Linked DNA regions of Zea mays: region 2 is linked to region 1. Evidence: chromatin contacts called from public Hi-C data. All regions are on one chromosome and are shown on one strand. Each heading gives the region's core, a stretch centred on a gene start, on an enhancer-like site or on the middle of the called end of the contact. The rest is flanking DNA. Distances are from core to core; before and after follow the strand shown. Region 1 holds the start of LOC100502388 (MOB kinase activator-like 1B). Region 2 holds the start of LOC100280596 (mitochondrial NADH ubiquinone oxidoreductase 13kD-like subunit).

Evidence for each region. A called contact is a pair of places that touch in the nucleus more often than the background predicts.
Region 2: a Hi-C map of bundle sheath shows a contact between it and region 1, with 4 times the contacts expected there. The contact joins the promoter of LOC100280596 here to the promoter of LOC100502388 in region 1. A contact is called at or near these places in 2 of 25 Hi-C or Micro-C datasets (bundle sheath and endosperm).

The regions. Positions count from the first base shown.
Region 1 is chr4:32,787,959-32,794,902 of Zm-B73-REFERENCE-NAM-5.0, forward strand. LOC100502388 (MOB kinase activator-like 1B) reads right to left here and starts at 1,757. Exons shown (of 7, transcript NM_001196866.1): 1 at 1,615-1,757; 2 at 1,085-1,133. The coding sequence starts at 1,637.
Region 2 is chr4:33,076,163-33,083,706 of Zm-B73-REFERENCE-NAM-5.0, forward strand. LOC100280596 (mitochondrial NADH ubiquinone oxidoreductase 13kD-like subunit) reads right to left here and starts at 2,757. Exons shown (of 3, transcript NM_001153515.1): 1 at 2,541-2,757; 2 at 1-12. The coding sequence starts at 2,675. It overlaps LOC109946012 (a long non-coding RNA gene), which reads left to right and starts at 6,270. Exons shown (of 3, transcript XR_002269054.1): 1 at 6,270-6,436; 2 at 6,570-7,544.

The DNA.
Region 1 (6,944 bases), core at 507-3,006:
ACCATCCAATGTTAAATAAGCATCCTGCCTGGTTTCACAAAGGATTCACTGGGTATATAAATACTACCGCCATAGATGTGGGACAAACGGAAGGGCCTCTAGCCAAGTTAGTTAGGTGGTCTCAGTAGCACTACTCAGGTCCTAGGTTCGACTCCTCGTGGGAGCGAATTTCAGGCTGTGGTTAAAAAATCCCCTCGTCTGTCCCACGTCAAAGCATAGGTCTAAGGCCCGGTCCTGGTCGTGTTCTCACATGGGCTATGGTGCCGCTGTGTATAGGTGGGGCAGGGGTTCAGGGGTTTTCTTGACCTGCGTGAGAAGGTCTTCTTCTTAATGACCGAGGGCTGTCTTACCTTCCGCAGATCGAGTTTTTTTTATAGATGTGGGACAACGTTCATTAGACCTTTCACTGAAAGTGTTTTTGTAATGGATTTAATTGACACGTGATAAGCAACAAAAGGAATCCCGTTAGCAGTGTTTCAAGATGTTTAGCGCATAGTGTCTTGGAATAGATGGAAGAATAAAGCAATCCAACAAAACTGTTGAGTCCCTTATGTTAACAAATGTTCAACAATAAACAGAGCTCTTGGCGAGATAGCCAACAAGAGTGTCAGCCACGCAAGATATCTTTAGTTCTGGACATAGCCAGAACAAAAAGGCTAAAAGCAAAACAGATAACTTAAAGCCTGTCTACTTCCAGAACACTGATAAGATCCATCACCAATTCATACTACTGAAGTTAACTCAAAGTTCTAACAAGACTAATTGCACATACTTTTCAGTGACAAGCATAGCCCGCACCTGCATGCCCTCTAAACAGTTCATGAGAACTGATTAAAATCCTGGATGTAGTACGGCCACAGGAATCACTAGATGTTGCAATAAATTGACACCTAGATAAATTGCTCCCGTATGCAGTCATGCTTCAGATTTTGATTGACGGCCCAGAGCAACGGCCACCACGCATGATACGCACTTTGCATGATGTGTAGCACGCCAAATAGTGGCGCAGGTGCAGGCAGGTATCTAATAACTCGTGCTGTCGTGCAGTACTTAAAAGAGGGAACTGGGAAGCCGAAATTGTTACCTTGCTGCCTGATGGAGCGCTCTTCTTGGGGCGGAATGTCTTCTGGTTCCTGCCAAAAGAATAAAAAACACTGATCAGCATGGTTGTTGCATCAGAAGCTAAAATCAGCGTAGTCCCTCAGTAACGAATAAGCCAAGCAGGCTGAGCCCGCCAAACTCGGCTCAGCATGATCTGACGTTGGGTAAAAAAAAAAACGCCGAGACAAATCCAAAATCAAGGTGAAGAAACAAGGTCTGAGCAGAGCGGAGCAGAACTCCCCAGTGGCACTGGTTGCTACGCAGAATTACTAATTAGGGCCGTCAGAAGAGAGCCACAACCACTCACTCAGCTCGAGCAGCGGATCAAGCAGGGGAATTCCCCGATCCCATGAACGAAACCCCGCGCGAGATCTCAGTTCCATCAGCGGGCCTGGATCCCGCGGTCCCGAACCCACGGGCGACGAGCCGGGGACAAGGAATAATAAAGCAAAGGGTGCAGAGCGAAGTACGTGTACAATACTACAATACGATCGAGATCCCGCGAGCGCTCACCGTCCAAGCCCGAAGAGACTCATCCTCCCTCCTCCGCGTCTGCGTGCCCTCCCTCGATCCGGCGCGCGCGTGGCAGTGGTGGGAAGTGGGGGCGACGGCTGGACCTGCTGCTGCAGTGCTGCTTTTGGCGCACGCAGCGTCAGCTAGCGAGTGCGAGGAGACGAGAGGACGAAGCGGACGAGGTGGGTCTGGGGCTGGGCTGCTCTGCGACCTGCCGCCTGCGAGAGCCAGATGCGAAATGATTGGGCTCACTCGTCAGAGGCGGCGTGGGCCGGCACAGCGAGGCGCGGCAGAACGCGCGGCGGATGGAGCCGGGCGCCTGGCTGGAATCCATGATCCATCATGCCCCGGGCCCCACCGGGTCAGAAGTCAGATCACCCAGCTATCGTCTGCGGCCGTGTCGTGTCGAAGTCGAGAACAAGTTTAACAACAGAGTCTATTGTTGGGTCTAACTTTTTACTATATTATCTAAAGCTAACGATAAACACACTCATATAATAAAGCTAACTTTACAGTTAGCTCTTAGATAAATCTCTTATCTCTTGTCTCTTTTATCTTTTTCTTGAAGCTTGTAGCATCTAGTTCTTGCACAAGTGTCCACTCTCTTTATTTTTTGATGTCTCTCTCTTCCACATAAGCAAAAATACTATATAAGCAGACTTAGAGCCCATTATTGTACTTGCTCTTAGTATCCAATACTCATACCCACGATAAAGAAAAATAATCCGCGGGATCATCCATATTCACTTATGGGTATAGATTTACCCCTATATACATATTCATGTAGGTATGTGTCACCTGTCGAGTCACTCGTACCCACAAAGATTAGACATATATCATATGTGATAAATATCATTTTATAAATATAATGAACCCTAAAAAATATCAGTTTAATAGTTATTAAACGTCAAATTTAAATAAACCATGTGCTATACTTAAGCATCACACCATTTGATTTCTAACATTATAGACACACGATGCTCTAGGATTGTGCTCAGATCTATAGAAATAATATCTAATTACATAATTGCGCAATAAACAACTATAAAATCTGCTTAGAGATTATATAACTAGGGTTTCATTTATTTTGGTCTAGGCCAAATGCTCAAGTTTATGTTTTTGGGCAGGTTTATATTGGATATTTTATACTCACGGGTTAACAAGCATGAGTGAGGGCAGAATGTTCTGATACTCGTTTTCTTTTTGGGTAAGGTTTTTGTCCAGTAAAAATCTATAATAGAATATTTAGCTCACACATATACTCTAATAAGATAAATACCCATCAATTATCGAATCATGATACTCGTTACCATTTCTAACTATACTACGCTCTTCGGTCTCCCTCCCACTGAAGTATGTGGCAACACTCGTGGTGCACGGTAGCCGAGGTGCATATGTGTCGTATATCGTACGGTTCGTACCTAAACGTTAACGAATCGTTATTCAAACGTTTCTTTACTATTTATTTAGCTTTTAATTGATTTTGTTCAAAAATAAATAGGAATAGAATCTAATCTTAATTCAATCTGATTTTTAAATTTTATAATCTAAATTTAGAGTCTTTTGACACCTTAATCGTATCTCATGTTTTCTACTATAGCAAACTTGGTTGATGGTCATCCAACGTTCTGGCACAGCGGGGTGGTTAGTTTTTTTTTCTTCTAAAGTTTGGTCTTTGTCAAATGCAACCACGCCTCGAGACTGACTCAAGGAGGCTCGTCGTGCACTACCGTGTAAGGCATTAGCTACAGAACTCGCTCTCCCTCTCTCTCATGTAAGGATCGTCCATTAAAGTATAAAAGGGAGTCTCTCTCCCTCTGTTTGGACACAAGCACAGCTAGAGTAACATGCCTCTAAGCAATACTTTGATCAGCACTATACTAGACTAGAGCGAAAGACTAAACCAGAATAACCCATGTGTCTCCGTTCTTCGCTCGGATCCATGTGATCCACCATTCAGAGTGAGTCCACGCTTACATCCCCACTGGACACAAATCTATTGTCCCCCGGTTTCCAAAATCACGACAGTTGACGCGCCAGGTAGGGGACCGCGAGCTTCCTAAGCGACTTTTATTCACTCTGATGGCTAGTTCATCAGCACCTGCTGGGGTCGAAGCCTTTGCCCCCTGGAGCAGCATCAAGTTCGGTTCTTTTGACTTATATGCCACTGCCACTGACCGACATCAAGCGCATAAGACCCGCATGCCCCACAAAAGGTGGGGTGGAGAGGTGACATTGCGAGAGGAGGGACGCCGCCCCAGGGCGGAGCTCACGCTGGACCATGGGTAACACCGAAGCGGGAGAAATGCCTTCCTCGGGAGACGTGGTTGGAGACGACCGCCATCTGGCGCCCGACAACAAGCGCCGACACGAAGGCTGCGAGGTGTACGCGACACAACTCGCCACCCCTCGATATCTCTAGTGGTTGGAGCTACCGATCATCTTCGACGACGTAAACACCCGGGCAGGGTCCCACACCCTGGAACCCACCCCCACCGTAGTGAGCCGACCGTGGGCACAAAACGACTCTCCAAAGTTCTCATGGACGGAGGAAGAGACCTTAATGTCCTATACGTTGAGACCCTCAACCGCATGGGGATCTCGGGCTCCGCGCTGCACCCAAGCACGAAGCCAATCCACGGCGTCACGCTCGACAGAGGGATTCACCCGCTCGGGTGAATCACACTACCAGTTACGTTCGACGCCCCCTCCAATTTTCACACCGAGCTGCTGCGCTTCGAGGTGATGGACATCCCTGGAGCTTAAAACATCCTATTTGGGAGACCATGCTACATCCAATTCATGACGATTCCCAATTACACCTACCTCAAGTTGAATATACCTTGACCCCATAGGGTTATTATGGTGGCTGCCTCTTTCGAGGAAGCCTAAGCGTGTTAGGAAGCTAGCTGCGAACTCGCGTCGACGCTCGCCACCGCAAGGGAACTAGCCGAGCTACGAAATGTCGCCGCCCAGCAAGGCACCCCCGACGCCCGAAGGCCAGCTCTAGTACCTTCAAGTCTGACGAGGACAAGGAGAACTTGCAGATCGACATAGTCGATGCCTCCAAATGCGTCGAAATCAGGGTGGCGCTCTCCGACAAACAAGAAAGTGCGCTCGTCCGATAAATAAGAAGAGACCATCAAGTGCATGGGCCCCATCTAGAATCTGAAATAAGTACAATGACTGGTCGGGTGTGTGGCCGCACTTAGCCGTTTTGTTTCTAGACTCGGAGAGAAGGGGATGCCTCTCTACAAGCTGTTGCGGGAGAGTGACCATTTCACTTGGACAACGGAAGCCCAGGAAGCCCTTGATCGGATCAAGGCATTCCTAACCCCGCCACCGGTCTTGGTCGCACCCGAGCTGGGCGAGACCCTCCTCCTTTATGTGGCGGCCACCACTCAAGTGGTCAACGAGGCGCTGGTAGTGGAAAGGGAAAATATGGGCCACATACTCAAGGTACAGAGGCCTGTCTACTTCATCAGTGAGGTACTGACCGAGTCTAAGACGTGGTACCCATAGATCCAAAAGCTGTTGTACGCGATACTCATAGCCAAGAGGAAGTCGATCCACTACTTCGATCGACACTCCGTGTCGTTAGTATCCATGGCACCGCTCGGCAAAATCGTCCGAAATCGTCATGCGTCCGAACACATCACGAAATGGTCCCTTGAACTCAACGAACTCGACATAAGTTATGTCACTAGGATGGCGATAAATATCAAGCCATCGCTGACTTTGTCACGGAGTGGACTGAGGCTCAGGACCTACCCATAGTCGAGGACCCGGAGTACTTGACCATGTACTTTGACGGATCCTACCTCAAGACCGAAAGTGGCGCGTGCGTCGTCCTCACATCACCTCAAGGACACAAACTCTAGTACATGATCTGCCTGCACTTCGACACCATCAATAGCGTCGTCGAGTACGAGGCCCTCGTCAACGGACTCCGAATCGCAATCGAAGTAGGAGCCCGGTAGCTCCTGGTCAGGAGGGACTCCAAGTTGGTCATTGACCAATTCATGAAGGCAATGGAGCCGCGTGACCCACAGACGTGCATGCACTACGACATGGTACGGAAGCTAGAAGAAAAATTCAAAGGATTCGAGCTACATCATAGCTACAATGCTTCAACGTCGAGGCGGATGAGCTTTCAACCATCACGTCAGGGCGGAAGCCTGTCATGGATGGGATCTTCGCCTCTGACCTCTACGAGCCCACTATTAAAACCAGGCAGGTGAAAGCAGAATAGGACGATCGAGCCGACGATCAAGCAACTCTGGCAACTCACACCGACGAGATGTGGCGACGACCGGCCAACCGGACTAGTGTTTGCCCTTCATCGACCGACTGACCGACGAGACCCTGCCCCAAAGACATGACTGTGGCTAGACGACTCTCCCGGAAGGCGAAATCCTTCATCATCATCGATGGGACGCTCTACAAAAGGAGCGCCTCCAGGATCAAACAGAAGTGTGTCACGCTCGAAGAAGGACAACATCTGCTTGACGAGGTACACGGGGAACATGCGGGCACCATGTAGCCCCGTGGTCCCTGGTAAGCAAGCGTTCAGATAAGGATTCTACTGGCCCACAGCTATGATTGACACCGAGCAGGTCGTTCACACCTGTGAGGGCTGCCGGTACTATGCACGACAGACCCACATGCCGGTGCAGGCCCTCCAGACATACTCGTCACCTGGCCATTCACAGTCTGGGGACTGGACTTGGTCAGGCCTTTCAAAAAGGCACATGAGGGCTACACCCACCTGCTCGTGGCGTCGGACAAGTTCATGAAGTGGATCGAGGCCAAGCCAATCACGAAGATCAGGTCTTCAAAAGCCATCGCTTTCTTCCGAGACATCATCTACCGGTTCGGGGTACCCAACTCCATCATCATCGACAATGGAACCCAGTTCACAAAAGAGTCATTCTTGCAGTTCTACCATGACTTCAACATTCGTGTCGACTGGGCCGCAGTGGCTCACCCGAGGTCAAACTGAAAGTCGCCTAGAAGGGGGGTGAATAGGAAAAACCTGAAATTTATAAACTTAAACACATACTAAGGCTGGGATTAGCATTAGAATTAAATCCGAGTGCGTAAGTTTGTTTCTCTTGCTATGAGTTGCTCAAATGGATGTGTATGATTTTGGGAGCAAACTCAAAACAATATTAGCAAGTAAGCGTTAGAGAAAGGAAAGCGGAAAAACAAATCAAATGGAAATCAATACAAGCGAACACGGTGATTTGTTTTACCGAGGTTCGGTTCCAAAGAACCTAGTCCCTGTTGAGGAGGCCACAAAGGCCGAGTCTATTTCAACCCTTTCCCTC
Region 2 (7,544 bases), core at 1,507-4,006, 290 kb after region 1:
CTTGCTCGTGTCCTAAAACAAATAAAATTAATGAAAGAAAAATAAGTTGGGAAGAAAAGTGATCCATATGAAAAGGGAGAAAAAGAGAAAAGGTTTGCAACTCAGCACACATCATAGCAACCAAAAAGAAAAAACTTTATCACGGTCTCTCAATGATAAACTGAATGAGGACTCAGGTAGTCAGGTGGCAAGACTCTTCTCATGTGTGCCTGGCCTGAGGTTGAAATCCTGGTTTTACTTTCCAATACAAACAAGAACAAATAACTGATGCTATCCACAAATCCTGAGGTAGTTCCAAGTTTCAAGGATATTTATTGAAAACTACAGAATTAATAAATCATTTCCAGTAGTCATTTTGTTTTTACTACCAAGAAACTTTGGTCTTTACTCCACTCAATAAATCATGTCAGGAACATTCAGCATTCAGGATAGTGCTTGATGTTAAGTCATCATAATACTAAATGAAAAAAACAAAATATGAGAGACATGTTGAGAACCGGCTTGCTCTGCAACAACCACCAAGCTTTCCAAAAACTTGTTTCATGTGATCAACAATGGAAACTCATCCCAACACACAAAAATATAATAACCTACAGGACATCTTAAACATGTGGCACTAAACTGTGCAGTTCAAACATTTGATGTTGAGCTCCCATTCATCAGCTGAAACCTAGACACATTGCATCAAGATGATAGCTTCCTTAGGAACCGTCTAAATAAAACCTAAATCTCATCCAAGCATAACTGAAGTCTACAAACCTATATAAAATAAATTACTTACTTCAGAAAACAGTATTTATATTACCCAAAGGTGCACCCTTCGAAATCAGCTAAATAAAACTTAAACCTAAACCAAGCATAACTGAATTCTGCAAACCTATACAAAATATATTCCGTAACTATAAAAAAACAGTGCTTATTACCTAAAAGTGCACCCACTACATGTTAAGCTTATAGGTACTGCAGGGAAAAAAACCATTGACTCCATTTCCAGCTCCTTGAAGGCACATAGCTAGGTGGACAAGGCACGATAAACAAAATATCATATAGAAGCTGTGTCTGCCAGAACTGCAAGTCACTAACATGATTAGGGATGAAAACGGTCAGAAACGGTCGGTAAACACTAAAACCATTACCGTTTTCATATTTTTTATCGGAAACAAAATCGAAAACGGTAACTCCGGAAACGGAAACGATATCGGTATTTCGGAAACATCGGAAACGAAAGTTCGGTGCGGAAAATACACCTGTAACGGTCGAAATCTAAAATACGATCGGTAAACATATCAAACTTCACAATAAAACAAAATTGACAAAACATCACAAATACCACAAGTTCACAATTCATGATATAACAAGTTCACAAGGATCACAAATTTATAATATAAAAAGTTTACAAAGATCACAAGTTCACAATATAACAAGTTCACAGTATAACAAGTTCATAAAGATCACAAGTTAACATACTCAAAGTTCATAATTCACAATATCCACTCGATTTAGTTGACGTGGCATGCTTACTCATGAAATATTTTTTCCTTACATAAAGGGTTTTTCACAGCCTCACAGGAAAACCCTAAAATCTAATGTGTGGAAAAGACAGACTGTCGGCTCTCTATCATTATATATTACTAATACATAACATGTGCATAGAAAATGGTGGATTCGTTCGAGAGACCAAATCGTTAATCTCAACTACCTTCCAACACCATCTAACCCCAAAAAATCTTAAAGCGTCCAAAAAATACAAAAATAAGTAATCCTTATCCAGAGATGTACAGGCGATGCGAAAAAATCACATGCTGGAAAATTCCGAAAAAAATTCCGAGACACAATTCCGGAAATTTCCGAGACATAAATCCGGTAATTTCCGACAAAAACCGGTAACCGATGGAAACGGTCGGTAAAACACTACGCCGATTCCGATACCGATTCCGATAGAAAATTCCGAAAACCGATTCCGTTTTCGAAAAATACCGTTACCGATGAATCCGATCGAAAAATTTCGAAATCGGTTTCCGGAATTCCGAAAAATTTCGAAACCGTTTTCATCCCTAAACATGATCCTGTAGCCCGTTCGCAATGCTGCTAGCCAACTACTGCAGTAAACCATTGCATGAGCATCAAAGCATACTTAGTTTACCAATGATGATCAAGAAATTGTGATAACTATGATCTATCAGGGGTTCGCATACTCTAGCAATATAATGGTGCCTGGTAAATCTAAAAGACAAGACCTGCACATCTAACAAAGAAGAGACAGAAACGTCGACATGGAACAAGCACCTAGAAGCCCGATGATCAGGACTCATCACGCCAATTCAAGATGTCTCGACAACATCAAGGACGACCTAAACTAGAAAGGGGCAGTGAAGTTAACAAGCGCGGCTCACACCGAGCATAACCACACGCGGAACCTTAAAGGCGCGGTCTTCCCCGCCGATTCGGGCAGGGACATTCTCTGGGTTCGCGAGGCCGAGGCGGATCGGGATCTAGAGGTCGAGGCTACGGTGAGGGGAGGGGTATATGTATACATATACCTGCATCCACTTAGCGGTGTGGCTGCCGACGACGGCGGCTGCGCCAACAGCCTTCTCGGTGGAGAGGCCGCGCGCGCCGGCTGGAGCTAGGGTCCTGAGGAGCGCGGGGAGCAGCCTCCGCGTCGCGGTCGCCATGGCTGGGGAAGGTTGCGAGCGAAGTGGACCGTACCCTGGGGAATTCGGGAAAGAACAAAGAGAAAGACGAGGACTTTTAGATGCACCTACGGGATTAAAGCCCGGCCCGTTGTGGCCCAACTTGTGGTATGGGCTGTCATGCTGAGCTACTAATCTGTCATGACTCATGACCCAAATACAAGTCCATGTGATGGCGTCCCCGGAAGGAAGGAGAAGAGCGCATCCAAGTCCAAGTGAAGCGTAGCAGTACATACAATACGTATACAGTATACAGTACAGTATACGGCAACAGTAGGTCAAGTGTCCCAGTACACTGGTCCATGACCAGGTGTGGACGTGTGGTGGCATGGGCTGGGCCAGCTGTGGTGATGGGCACCCCCCGGTTTGTTTCTTTCCTCAAATACAACATCTCTCTTTCTATTTATTTATTTATGTTACATTTCGTGGACAGTTTGTTTTAAGGAGGACACCACACGCACACATTTTTATTAAAAAGTTTGTATTAAAGAGTTTTATAGAGACATCCAATTTCCCGACTTATAGGAAATAAATATCACGGGGTCGCGTGGGACACCGAATTAAATGGTAGTAGAGCTATTCTTTTGTCACAAGAAAACGAGACGTACATTCACAGGAAATGGAATGAATTGATTTATTGATTAATGGCTTCTGTTTGGCCGTGCCGTGGCTCCATCATCAAGCAGCAAGTAGCTAGCCATGGTTGTGGCCTTCTAGCTAGCTCCTGGCAGATCTTGTTCTGTTGCGCCGCCGGACCCTGCCCCTAATGCGCGCGCAGATTAATTTAGACCCCGGTTGGTGCAGCCTAATTATCGGTGGGTGGATCGTCGGCGATTCAGTAGCCGCGCATGCATCACAGTTGTTTAACACATCCTGATAGGTTTGCTGGTGTTTAAGGACCGACACGACACGACTAAAGCATTCACAAAAAGTGTTCATATTAATGCATGGCCGCGGTTTCTATCTATGATTGACTGTGTGTTTTGTTGTCTAGGCAAGGTGTCAACGTGGGGTTCAGAGCCAACGACTATAGTTTGAATCTCCATTTGTATATAACTTTAGTTTTTTTACCATTTAAATGCGAGGGGTACGATAAAAGTGAAAACTCATGTTTATACAAGAGAAACCGGTGTTTTTTTTTTATTATTTTGGTATTTTCTCTAGCTCCCGCCATGCGTGCTTGCTTGTGTCTCTCACCTGCATGCATTATTGAGGCGGATCTTCTGGGCATCTTTCCGGTGACAAAGTCGGTAGCTGGGGAGTCCTTCTTGCAAGGGCGTGGCCCACACAGCCGTGGAGTGTTGTCTGAGGGAGTGATGTGCAGTGGCTGTCATGTAACATCACTGGTATCGATACCGGTATCTTCTTCAGCGGCAGTACTGTGGAGCAACAACCAAACGATCTTTTTCCTATATATTATTTCTTCCTTAATTTCCCTGTAGGTGCATGCATGATGCTTGATTAATTGTATGCATGTATTATTGGCCTTGTTTAATCACTCACTCACAACTTTGAGAGGTTTTCGCTCGGGGTGCGTGCTTCACTCGCCTCATGGTTGAGCACTGACGGGATGGGACGGGATGTCTCGCTAGCTAGCCGCCCTTGCTTGAGCTGATTAAGAGCTCGATCGACATCAGACGCACTGCTCTATGCTGTGTGTTAGTGTTTGGTTTGGTGTCAACGGGAATGGGATGGAATGAGATCAACTCTGGACTGATCTCATTCCTTATTTTTTTTATTTTTTGAGAAATGATCGCATCCATCATTTTTGAAGAATATCTCTTGACGCTGACTCTGGATCTTCAAACAAAACGCGGGTCAAGTTAGAATGATCTTATCTCATCTCTCTTCATCCTTCCTCGTCACTTCATCTAAACACTACCATACCGGCCGCGGCTACCCTGTTCGCAAATCACAGATAATGACAACGAATGTTTCTCCAACCAAGATACCGTCAACAATGTGGACGTACTGTACTAACCATAATCTAATCAGTAAATGCATGGTTTGTGCTGCACAGCCTGACGATGGAGCATGCAACGCTAGCCAAAAACCTTTTTGCGCTGCTCGTCATATTTTACAACGAGTATTCACGCAGTTAAGCATGCATGATACATGTGTTTAATTTGGAGCCGCAGTAACTATAATCTAGCCATGATAGTGCGTGTGGTCGTCCGTGTGTTGCACGCTCTGAAGGATCTCTGGTTTCCGGTCCATTTTACTCTAAAATTATATAAAAATTTTTTGACTTATTTAGCATTTAAACTCATCCAATCTCACCCAACATATGAATTAAGAGAAAAACAAACAAGTCCGCTCCAGGTCCACAACCTGGTCAAAACCGGCCTTACACGTACCATGCATGGTCATTTACAATGAGCATACGTGCAGGGCTGCGCTGTGATTTTTGTCGGCGGAATTTGGAAGTTCGACAAGCAACTGTAAATAAAAAATAAAGACGATGGCGATGTGTTCTGATTCCTGATCATTCTGACAGATGCCCCGGCCCATTTGCTGATGTTTCAGCAGTGCAGGAGATAGCACAGTATTTATTTAACAGATAGAAGATCAGAACTCTGAACACCTTAATTAGACTGTGTGACAGGAGTACAGCGGCAAGTTGTTCACGGTTGATTATTCTGCACGCTGTGCCAATCTACACCGTGGTGATGCGGATACCTGGGTCTGTTTCAAAAGCATCTCCTTACCGCGTACGTACTCCATTGCCATAAGCCCATAAGATAGACACGAAGAGAGTACGCGTGCTTAGGCTGTCTCCAACAAGAGACGGTAAAGCACCATGTACTCTAAATGTAGAGGATTTAGACGTCTGGTATAGCCCCAGCAACAACCGCTAAAGCATCTGCTAAAATATAGCATGTGTTCCTCGTCCGCTACATTTGGAGTACAGGCGACCATGCGCTATATATCAACTGTTCACTCGCACGTTCAGTCGTTCGTTCTCTCCAGCGCTCCCTCAGAAGCTTCTTGCTGGGCGTTGCAAGCTGGTCGTCTGTGAAGAGATGACGTGGTGGAGATATTTGGAAGCCTTGTTTTTTAAAGAAATTATTCTTGTGTATATAACACACAATTTGCAACTTGTAAATGAATATTAAAAAAACTTTGGTTACAAAAATATTCGTACCTATACCATAATTTATAATCTGTGTAATTTGATCCGGTTAAAAAAATGGTGCAACCATTTTTATTAATATGATTGGTGAAAATATGGAGAATGAGATATAGAGCATGAAATTTAGAGAACGTTGCTGGAGATGATGAAGACATAGAGTTCGGAAATTTTTAGAGTGTGATGTAAAGGACAGAAAATATTCCTTTAGAGGATGAAATTTAGAGGACGTTGCTGAAGACAGCCTTAGCCGGCAAACATCCTCGGCAGTGCTGTGGGCCATCGAGAGTCGCTGACATGTGGGCCAGATTCCATAGCGGGCCCATATGCGGTGGACACGTGTCCATGATTCTACACATTCCCATGTCATGTACGCTCCCTCTATGAAAGACGCGACCGCGCCAACAACCGCCTGCTGAGACCTCCAGCTCCGCACATGCCACGAACAATCGTGTCGGCCTACCTCCAATCAACCCGCGACCTCCTCATCCGCTGCACGCATGCTTTGAACAACCATGCCTGCCCGCCTCGCCTGTCAGTGTATAAGAAGGTTGTCGCCTCCAAACCTCGTGTTTCTTGAGGACCTCCCGCCTGTGTTTGCTGCCATCATCCGGTGAGTGTCGCCCCCAATCTACATGTTTACACTTCAGTGATTCGGTTTGTTCGTTCAGTGGATTCCTGTTTTTGGTGGGTTTCTTTGTCTTTTGTTGGTACTCGATTTATTCATCTCTGGCAGACACTGACAGGAAAGCCTGCAAGAGCTTCGACGACTTCGACATCTCCTCCAAGGCCAAGCCGGTAGCGTTCCCCACCTTCCTATTTTACAAAAAAATATCTAATATTTTGCGGGTTGGATCATTATGTTTAAAAAATGACAAACATTGGTGTCTTGGCCATGAAATTGGACACAAACATGGCTACAATTTGGCAGCCAACAATATAGTGCATAGATGAAAATCAAATTACCGGACTTTGAGCTCGAACTACAAGTAGCAGCTCTTAAACAACAAGAAGTTGAGATATTAAGCAAAAGGTGTCCTTTTATGTACAAATACTCGGAATCAATATTTTTGACTTCCTTTACAATATTCTTCGAAGCCGAGATAATTCAATTCATGTTGGTGCAACATGAAGTAGCCGTAGCATGAAGTAGCAACAACATCTGCTTATATGGCGTATACTCCCAGTGGTGACTGCATAAAGCATGAAGTAGTAGCATATGGGTTCTATGACTTTTTCTTTATCACAGCAGGATGAAGTGCACAATCATCCATTTGGAAATATGGCTGAAACAACTATTGCTTCTATGGTGTATACTTCGGTGACTGCATCACAACCTGTAATGCATCAAACTATGGGCTAGGAAAAGAGGACTTCATTGTCATGTATTTGGTATAATTTTATCTGCTAATTGTTCAGTTTTAGTCTAGTTATACGACCATGAGGCCATCATTTTGGTCTAACAATATGCTTATTGTGCCAAGCCATTCGGTTACTTGCAGGGCTCTGCTGTTGTTTACCCTGGGCATTAAGATGGTCTAGATGGCCACTGTGACTTGCCTTAGGGGACAACTCATGAATATTAATTATGTCTTGTTGTAATCCAACAAGATCTGATTGGGATGTCTGATGGTTTGTTTCATCTTGTGGTTGTGAGACATTTTGTACTTCCTAAACAAGGACAGATTAATTCCAAACTTAGAATGAGCACTGCATATTAC